Regions from separate parts of the Mus musculus genome. Here region 2 is linked to region 1. Evidence: chromatin contacts called from public Micro-C data. All regions are on one chromosome and are shown on one strand. The core of a region is the stretch at or near the end of the contact, and the rest is flanking DNA. Distances in the headings are between cores, read along the strand shown. Region 1 overlaps Actn4 (actinin alpha 4). Region 2 overlaps Ryr1 (ryanodine receptor 1, skeletal muscle).

What was found. A called contact is a pair of places that touch in the nucleus more often than the background predicts.
Region 2: a contact with region 1 is called in a Micro-C map of palatal mesenchyme, with 4 times the contacts expected there. The contact joins two enhancer-like sites. A contact is called at or near these places in 2 of 15 datasets of contacts at CTCF or cohesin (CD8 T cells and the NIH/3T3 cell line), 50 of 484 Hi-C or Micro-C datasets (the 3T3-L1 cell line, B cells, the C10 cell line and 32 more), 8 of 115 datasets of contacts at active chromatin or transcription factors (bone marrow-derived dendritic cells, bone marrow-derived macrophages, double positive thymocytes and 5 more) and 4 of 9 other capture datasets (adipose tissue, embryonic stem cells, liver and 1 more).

What each region holds. Positions count from the first base shown.
Region 1 is chr7:28,917,932-28,922,003 of GRCm38.p6, reverse strand. It overlaps Actn4 (actinin alpha 4), which reads left to right. Exons shown (of 21, transcript NM_021895.3): 2 at 2,936-3,050; 3 at 3,213-3,332. Among named protein-coding and RNA genes, the nearest start is that of Gm38978, 7.5 kb to the left of the region's middle. Within about 2 kb of position 2,068, at least 134 of the 459 cell types and tissues checked have an H3K27ac peak or open chromatin away from gene starts, as enhancers often do. A contact at or near this core is called in cortical neurons, embryonic fibroblasts, granulosa cells and 3 more, where this site is marked.
Region 2 is chr7:29,038,295-29,042,366 of GRCm38.p6, reverse strand. It overlaps Ryr1 (ryanodine receptor 1, skeletal muscle), which reads left to right. Exons shown (of 106, transcript NM_009109.2): 85 at 1,474-1,562; 86 at 1,658-1,786; 87 at 1,875-1,979; 88 at 3,939-4,020. Among named protein-coding and RNA genes, the nearest start is that of Gm38979, 11 kb to the right of the region's middle. Within about 2 kb of position 1,911, at least 117 of the 459 cell types and tissues checked have an H3K27ac peak or open chromatin away from gene starts, as enhancers often do. A contact at or near this core is called in cortical neurons, embryonic fibroblasts, granulosa cells and 3 more, where this site is marked.

The sequences.
Region 1 (4,072 bases), core at 819-3,318:
TCTCGTGTGGGGACGAACGGGATATCTACACAGACATTCTTACAGTCTCATTTCCCCTCTGCACTGCAGGAGTCGGCCAAGGGCCTGTGCACAAAGAGGGCATCCTGCCCTTCCTGAGGATTGGTAGGAAGGAGCCATTAGTGTGTATGATTCATCTGGCACTATCTGCCCGGCCTGTGACAGATGCTTAACTGCCTTTCTCCACAATTAAAACTTAAAGCAACTACAGGAGGTGGACTCTGATCAATCCATTTTACAGGACAAGAGACAAGCTCAATGGGGAAAGTCAGTTGGAAACAGAACAAATTACCCAAGTAGCTGGCATGGAGACCCTCATCTGTTCCCTTCCCGCCGTGTGCTAGAACAACACATGTAGGCAAAGACACCCTTCAGACACGTGCCCTGGACTCTGAGTGACATCCGAGTACCAGGAAGCTCACCCTCCAGGAATTGCCTTCCTACAAGCTCAGGCTATCAGGTGTGACTTGGTCACCTTGTGGTCCATCAGCATCTTTAACACACATGAAGAGCAGAGATGGCCTGCTCAGCCTTGTCTCCTTCTGCACCCTGGGCCGTATTCCCCTTGAGCTTTGCTCTTGAGATTAGCAGTGCTGTGGATAAGACCCAAGGGCTTTGTGCAGTAGGCACGCACACCACCACTGAATCATGCCCCAGCTTATCTCTGAGTACAGTACCTGCCCACTGTATTTTGGACAACAAGAAGGATCACACATGGCAGGAGAGTGGGGTGTGTGTCTGCTAGAATCCGTACAACAATTAAAAAAGGCATGGTAGTTCACACTTGTCATCCTAGTGCTTGGGAGGGGGAGGCAAGAAGATTGAGAGTTCAAAGCCAACGCAGTGGAGATGGCTTAGTGGTAAAGAGCACCCCCAGAAGGCCTGTGTTCAACCCCCAGCACCCACATGGCAGTTCACAGCTGTGTATAAATTCTAGTTTCAGAGAATTCGATGCCCTCTTCTAGGTTTCAAAATTAAAAAGTTCAAAGCCACATAGTGAGAGGGAGGCTAGCCTCTCTTACTCCCCCAACCCCCAAAAGAAAAGAAAAAATAGACATGGATGGAGACTGCTGCATGATGTGAGCCATGGTCTGTACCTGCAGTCTAGGGTGGACAGAGCTCAGAGTAACCAACCACTTGAAGCAGTTGACAGGATTCCTGAAGTTAGGGGCAGAGGAGACATTGAGCACTACTGCCTTAGCACACACACAGGTCTTTATAATGTTCACAGCCCCAGTGGCATCTTCATTGCTGTGTTAGGTAAGAGAAAATGGATGTTAGGAAAGGTTAGAAAATTTGTCTCAGAATTATAGCCAAGTCTAGACTTGGTTTGTCTGAATTCAGACCTGTCAGGTGAAAGAAGGAGAATTGGGGCTGGAGGAGGAGGGGATTGGCAAACAGGTAAGTGAGAGCCTGCTTTGGGGTCCCTCCCCTGAAGGAGCACACAGATGTGGGTGACAGAAGAGATCATTGTCAGCGATCAGTAGCTGACACTGGGTCAGAACCAGACTGTGCAGAGTGGTGGGTCAGTCTTTAGGAGGAGCTATACCGTGTTTTAGTTTTAGTTGTTATGAGACAGATTCTTGGTATGTTAGCTCAGGTTAGCCTCAAACTATGATCCTCCTGTGTCTGCCTCCTGAGTGCTGGAGTTATAAGCATGTACCACCACACCCACATGGGTTGCATTTTGAGTGATGGGTAAGTGATGGTTCCATTGCAAGGCTACAAAGTAGGCAGAGGCATGGGTAGGTGAGAAACACCAGAGTGCAACCAGGAGGGGTCTCTGTCTCCCAGTCATAGCACTTTGCATAGCAGCATGGGTGAGTGGTTGGGTCTGGCTACTCCAGCTGCCCTCATTTGCTGAGTCCTCGCTGTAGGTTGGTGTATTATTAGACAGTGTCTTTGTCTGGAAGGCGCCTTCTGCTGAGTCTCTGAATGAGCAGGCCTGCCGGCAGTTGTCAAAACACATGATGCTTGGCCAGAGGCTCCATGGAAGCCCTTGGCACCCCGTGTGGCCTTTGCTTACACCCCAGGCATGGAATGTGCTCTTGCATGTTCCTGGCGGGCTGCCCATTTCTGTTCTGGGGGCTCCTAGGAGAGCAAAGGCTTGGGTTTTCCCAGATCCTGCCGTGGGAGGGAGAGGGCCAGTTTCCCCAGAAGATGTCTGGGCTTGTTTGTATTAACTGATCTGAGCCGCTTCTGTGGCAGAGATAACAGGCTTCAGCTTGCAGGCACTGAGTGGCCCTGCACTTGGGTGTTCTGCCACCATTTGCAGTATGCTGGGCTCTGGGACGGCAGCTTCTTACTTTGTAGCTCTCTTCCAGAGCATCTACCTGAGCTTCAGAAACTTCCCAGATACGTCTTACCTTTCAGCCACCCCTAAGGCACATCCAGTTTCCAACATTTGGAAGAATGCACTATGTAGGGAGGCCAAGGTGTTTGACCTGTGAGGCTGCAAACTATGGGTCAGAATTGGGGCTTACAGCAGAGGGCTTAGCTGCTGGGTTACCTCAGCTCCAGGGAGGCTTGGTTTGTAGAATACTTTGCTCACCCACTAGTTTTCTTGCCCCAGGTCATATGTGTCCAGTAGTAGGAAGGTCACAGCTGAGGCTACGTAAAGAAAGCCTGTTAACTCTTGGACCGGTGTCTGCCTGGGAATGAATGCCTCTTTAACAGCCTGCCTAGATCACTTTTAAGATCAGGAAAAAAATTGTATGTAGCTGAATGTGGTCCCATGCTTACATAATCTCAGCATTTGGAGAAGTGGAGGCCAAAAGACTAGGAGGCCATCCTTGAATCCAGCCGGGGCTACGTGAGAACCTGTCTTAAGGCATGATGTATATAGAGGGTCAGTACTGCTTGGTGTAAAGCCCTGATGCTGGCTTACCTCTATCCCTTCTCTGTTCCTCTTCCTTAGACCTTCACAGCCTGGTGCAACTCTCATCTTCGGAAGGCTGGCACTCAGATCGAGAATATCGATGAGGACTTCAGGGATGGGCTCAAACTTATGCTTCTGTTGGAGGTCATTTCAGGTAAGGCTCAGGTAGCACTGTGCAACCCATACTATACCCTGCTCTAGCAGGCACTGGTGCTGCCCCTTTGCCACTGGGAAGCTTGACAGTTTCAGCCTGTGTGGTAGGGCTGGGAGTGGTTTGAGTGACTGTGAAGATCCCCCTCACCACCTGTCTTCTCAGGGGAGCGTTTGCCTAAGCCAGAGCGGGGGAAGATGCGAGTGCACAAGATCAACAATGTAAACAAAGCCCTGGACTTCATCGCCAGCAAGGGAGTCAAGCTGGTGTCCATCGGGGCAGAAGGTAAGCGGGGGATGGGAGGGAGGGCTGGCTGCTAGGCTCCTAAATAGGACTTCTGTGAGCTGAATGAATATAGGAAGCGTTGCTGGTGGTGACTAACAGTGGCTCCTACACTTACTTGATAGCATGGCGGCTCTATGACCTCTACACCCTTAAGCAAAGCTAGAGTGAGGAGGAACTCTGAATTGGCCCCTGTACACATGACCTTGTTTATGTCTGTCAAGAGCACCTCTGCCTGGTCCATATGGGTAGAAGGAAATACAAGGAGGAAAGGGGAGTTAGTAGCCAGAGCAGGACATTGGAGCAGGAAGCACAAGGTCAAAGGTCAGCCCTAGGCTTTGCTTCAGCTGTGCAGGCTGAGTACATGGCTCTGGACACCCAGGAGTCCTCTGTCTCGGCCAACCCCTCCTGGGGCAGCAGCTTCTGAGGCCCTGGGGTTGAGTTCCCAGGCGCCTTTGGATGAGGAGAGGCTCATGGAGCTCATGCCAACAGCCTCTCTGCTCATTAGTCAAAGCAGAGTTTCTTGCCCTGACATCCATGTTGTCCCAGCTTTTAGAAAAACAAAGAAAACTAATTTGTGTTAATGACAGGACTGAGAATTTGGCAGGACGATAGGCCAGAATGTGTGCCTCTGAGTTCCAAGGCCCTGCCCCAGCCTGGGACCTCTATGGAGGGGTGCCAAGCCTTGCATGCCACAGTAGAGGTAGCTGGTGTTTGTTTAAAAACCAAAACCCAAAATTCAG
Region 2 (4,072 bases), core at 662-3,161, 120 kb before region 1:
TGTCTTCTGTTGTTACTCTCTGCCTTATAGTCTTGAAACAGGATTTCTCACTGAACAAGAAGTGTCCCCTGCCATATATACACACCTTTACCACTTAGACCTGCTGAACCAAGGATCTGCCAGTCTCTTCAGCTACATACTAAATTCAAGGCTAGCCTGGGCTACATGATAGCCTGTCTCAAAGAGCAAGACAAAGCAAAATAAAACAAAACAAAAGAAGAGAACAAGGACAAAGAAATGGAGGATTTTATCTCTATCTATTAAATATTTGTTCAGGAAAACTTAATTAAAAAGCAATTAGAAGCTGGGAATGGTGACACATGCTTTTAATCCCAGCACTCAGGAGGCAGCAGCAGATGGATCGCTGGATTCAAAGCCAGTTTGGTCTATAGCGCTAATTCCAGGACACTCAAGGCTATACAGAAAAACCCTGTCTTGAAAAAAAACACTAAACTAATTAATTATTTAATATAAATAAAAACAATTGAAGCTGGGTGTGAGGGTAGCACAGTTGTAATTCTGGTAGGTGAGAGTCTGAGGTAAGAGGGTTTAAGGCTAGCCTGAGGCACTCTCCAGACTGTCTCAGAGAAACAGAAAGAGAAGCTGGTTAAACAGCTCAGTGGATAAAGGACTTGATGCCAGGTCTCGTGACCTGAACTCCTTCTCAGGACGCACTTGGTGGATGGAGAGAGCTGACTTCTAGCCTTATTAGCATCCAGCATGTATTAGCCCTCCCCTGCTTCACCTCAGGAATAAACAAATGAAAAAATTTACAGGATTCACTGTAGCCTTGAATGGCCTGGAACTTGCCCAATACACTAGGCTAGCTTCAGACTCACAAAGATCTACCTGACTGTCTTCCTAGTGCTGAAATTAATGACAGGGACTATCATACCCATACCTAAATAAATGAAAAAAAAATTTTTTTTCGTGTGTATGGGTATCGAGTATGTATGGGCCCTGTGTGCATGCAGTTCTCGAGGAGACCAGAAGAGGGCGTCAGATCACCGGGGACTGGAGTTACAGATGGTTGTGAGCCACTATATGGGTGCTGGAAATTGAACCCAGGACCTGTGCAGGAGCAGCCAATGCTCTTAACCACTGAGTCATCTCTCCAGGCCCATAAAGTAATCTTTTAAAATTTACAAAGAAAGAGAGAGAGGAGAGAGAGAGAGAGAGAGAGAGAGAGAGAGAGAGAGAGAGAGAGAATAGGAAAGAGAAGTGGGGGGCTGAATCCCCACTGCATTTGCTGCACGGAGAACCTCCGCAGTGTCTTTAGATAAATGTCAAATATCTAAGTGACCCTCCATCCCTGTGTGGCACACATACTTCATACTTCCAAAGGTAATTTCATGACTTCCGGCACACAGTAGGCATGAAATATGAACCCTGATCCTAACCCTAAATGAGCAGACACCATTGTCTCCCCAGACACAGGCGCTCACTGAATGAATACATGTTTCATTTCCTCAGATTTCCAAAACTACCTACGGACACAGACTGGGAACACGACCACCATCAATATCATTATCTGCACAGTGGACTACCTCCTGCGGCTGCAGGTGAGGAAGGGTGGCCCAGCCCCATGGGACCTGAGCCAGGGGCCCGAGGGACCTCGCATGGCTCCAGCATCCTTCATGCCCTCCCGGACCCACAGGAATCCATCAGTGACTTCTACTGGTATTACTCGGGCAAGGATGTCATCGAGGAACAGGGAAAGAGAAACTTCTCCAAAGCCATGTCGGTAGCTAAACAAGTGTTCAACAGCCTCACCGAGTACATCCAGGTAGGGTCCGCACTCGGGGACCTGCGGAGGCGGAGCTGCCGGCATCCAGCGCTCCTGCTGAGGCTTCAGGCCACCCTTTGTTCCCCAGGGACCCTGCACCGGAAACCAGCAGAGTCTGGCGCACAGTCGCCTCTGGGATGCCGTGGTGGGCTTCCTGCACGTGTTCGCGCACATGATGATGAAGCTGGCTCAGGTTTGAGTTCGTCTGAGAACAGCTCTTTCCCTCCAGCCATCCCCTAGAATCCCCTGATCGGCCCCTGTCCCACTGGTCGGTCCCCTAGTGCTCTGCGCATGCTCCAGACAGGTTCGCTCCCTATGGCCCAAACCCCTTCTGAATTGGTCGTCTGCATGCTTTTTCCTCTTTCCCACTAAACTGCTCATTTCCCACCTATACTTCCACCGGTTTGACTTTGGAGCCCATCCCTCCCGTCCAGAACTCTTCTAGGACAGGTTCATACCATTTTCCTTCTAATGAGGTCATCCCAGATTCTTCCAGCTCTGGGGAATAGGATGGGACTATGTTGCTAGGTTAGGACCTGGGGCTGAAGCGTTCCTTCTTTTACCCTGCCTGCGGCAGAAGACTCCCGTGCCAAGTACCCATGATGTAAGGATCCTGCTCCCAGAATACTTGCCTTGCTCCTCTACAGCTTCGTGAATGCCTCGCGCACACCTCATCCATTTTGTGCTTCTGCTTGGTCGCCTTAGTCAAAGCTTCCATGTACAGTTATGCGAGTTTGTGCTCCGCGGGCAACCACGTGGCGCTAGACACAACCTAACCATTGCAAATATATTGGTGCAGTACAATAACTGTCCGGCAGGTGGCAGACAAGTATTCCATATAATTTCCCACAAAGCAGTGTCTTAAGAAAGCAGAGACCTCCTAATTTGTCCAGAGTGCCATCTGACTATGAAAGGAATTGAACTGAAATTTTTCAGTTTCTCAGTACAGTTGGCCGTGTGATGTTGCTGTAAACTTTAAATATTGGTGGAAACACACTTTCAAGTATTATGATAATTCATCAGCCGTACTCCAGACACACGTGATAAGGGATATTCAATACAAGGAGCTGGAAGTGTGACTCAGTCGTAGAACACCTGCCTAGAATCATTTAGTTAGGGCCTGAGAAAAAATGGTGCTAGGCTTCTCTTCACCACACTAGCAGCTCCAGGCTGTGTGAAACAGGTCTTTCCTAAAAGTTTTAAATAAAAGATCCAAGATTCTCTAACTGCTATCTTGGGTCATGTGCTTGCCAGTGGTCTCAGCCCTAGGGAAGAAAGGTTGGCCAGACCCACTGATGTATTCATTCCTAGAGCCATGAGTTAGCCCCATGAGCTCTGAAAGAATTATAACTCACCCCCTCAACTGTGACATCTAAGACAGGCTCGTGGGAAGGCACAGAGCCCAGGCCCACTTAACCTAGAGATACTTGCTTCCTAGTTTGTTGAGGCCTTGGGTCAGAATACCAAACTTTGAAACCATGGGTTGCATTAGGGTCAGAATGAGCGGCTCACAGTGCAACCAGGTAGCACAGCTCATGTGTAAGTCATGAATGGCATGTGCATGTGACTCAGTATAGTACAGATGCCACCACGGGGGACTTTGACAGAGGTTTCTGTGAGCTCCCACATTGGACACTGCGGTCAGGCATGTACTATGTTCTTAGGCTCCCCCAAATGGCATACCAGAACTTGCACAGCTGTCCACCTCACCTGCAGCCTTTCCTCTTGCACCTCCTCACGGTCCCACCCACCCATCACAGTTAGCTCTGGCATGGCCAACCGCCCCATAGACCAGGCACCAGGCTGGAATGTTATCCTCCTAAGATTTGAGTCTCTGTCCACAGTATCTGTCCCTGTCTGTCTGTCTGTCTGTCTTGCTCCGTCCTGAATGTCTGCTCTCCAAGACTCACGGCTTCCTGATCTGCCAGCCTCATACCCCACACACATTTGCCCCTGGGTGCCAACCCCACCCCACAATCTTGTCTCTCTGCCCTTCCTCTGCTTTCCGAGGAACATGTTTGGACGCGGGTTCCCTCAGAGGTAAGAGAAAGGAGGAAGAGGACTTAGGCCCCACTGGATAGGTGAGGGAGCCGGAAACCAATGGAAGGCATGCTGCAGGGGGCAGCCTCTCACATCTCTGTATGCCCTACAGGACTCCAGCCAGATAGAGCTGCTGAAGGAGCTGCTGGACCTACAGAAGGACATGGTGGTGATGCTGCTGTCCCTCCTGGAAGGTGAGCACTGGAGGCGGGGTAGGGACCGGGGTGGGGTGCAGGCAAACCCAAG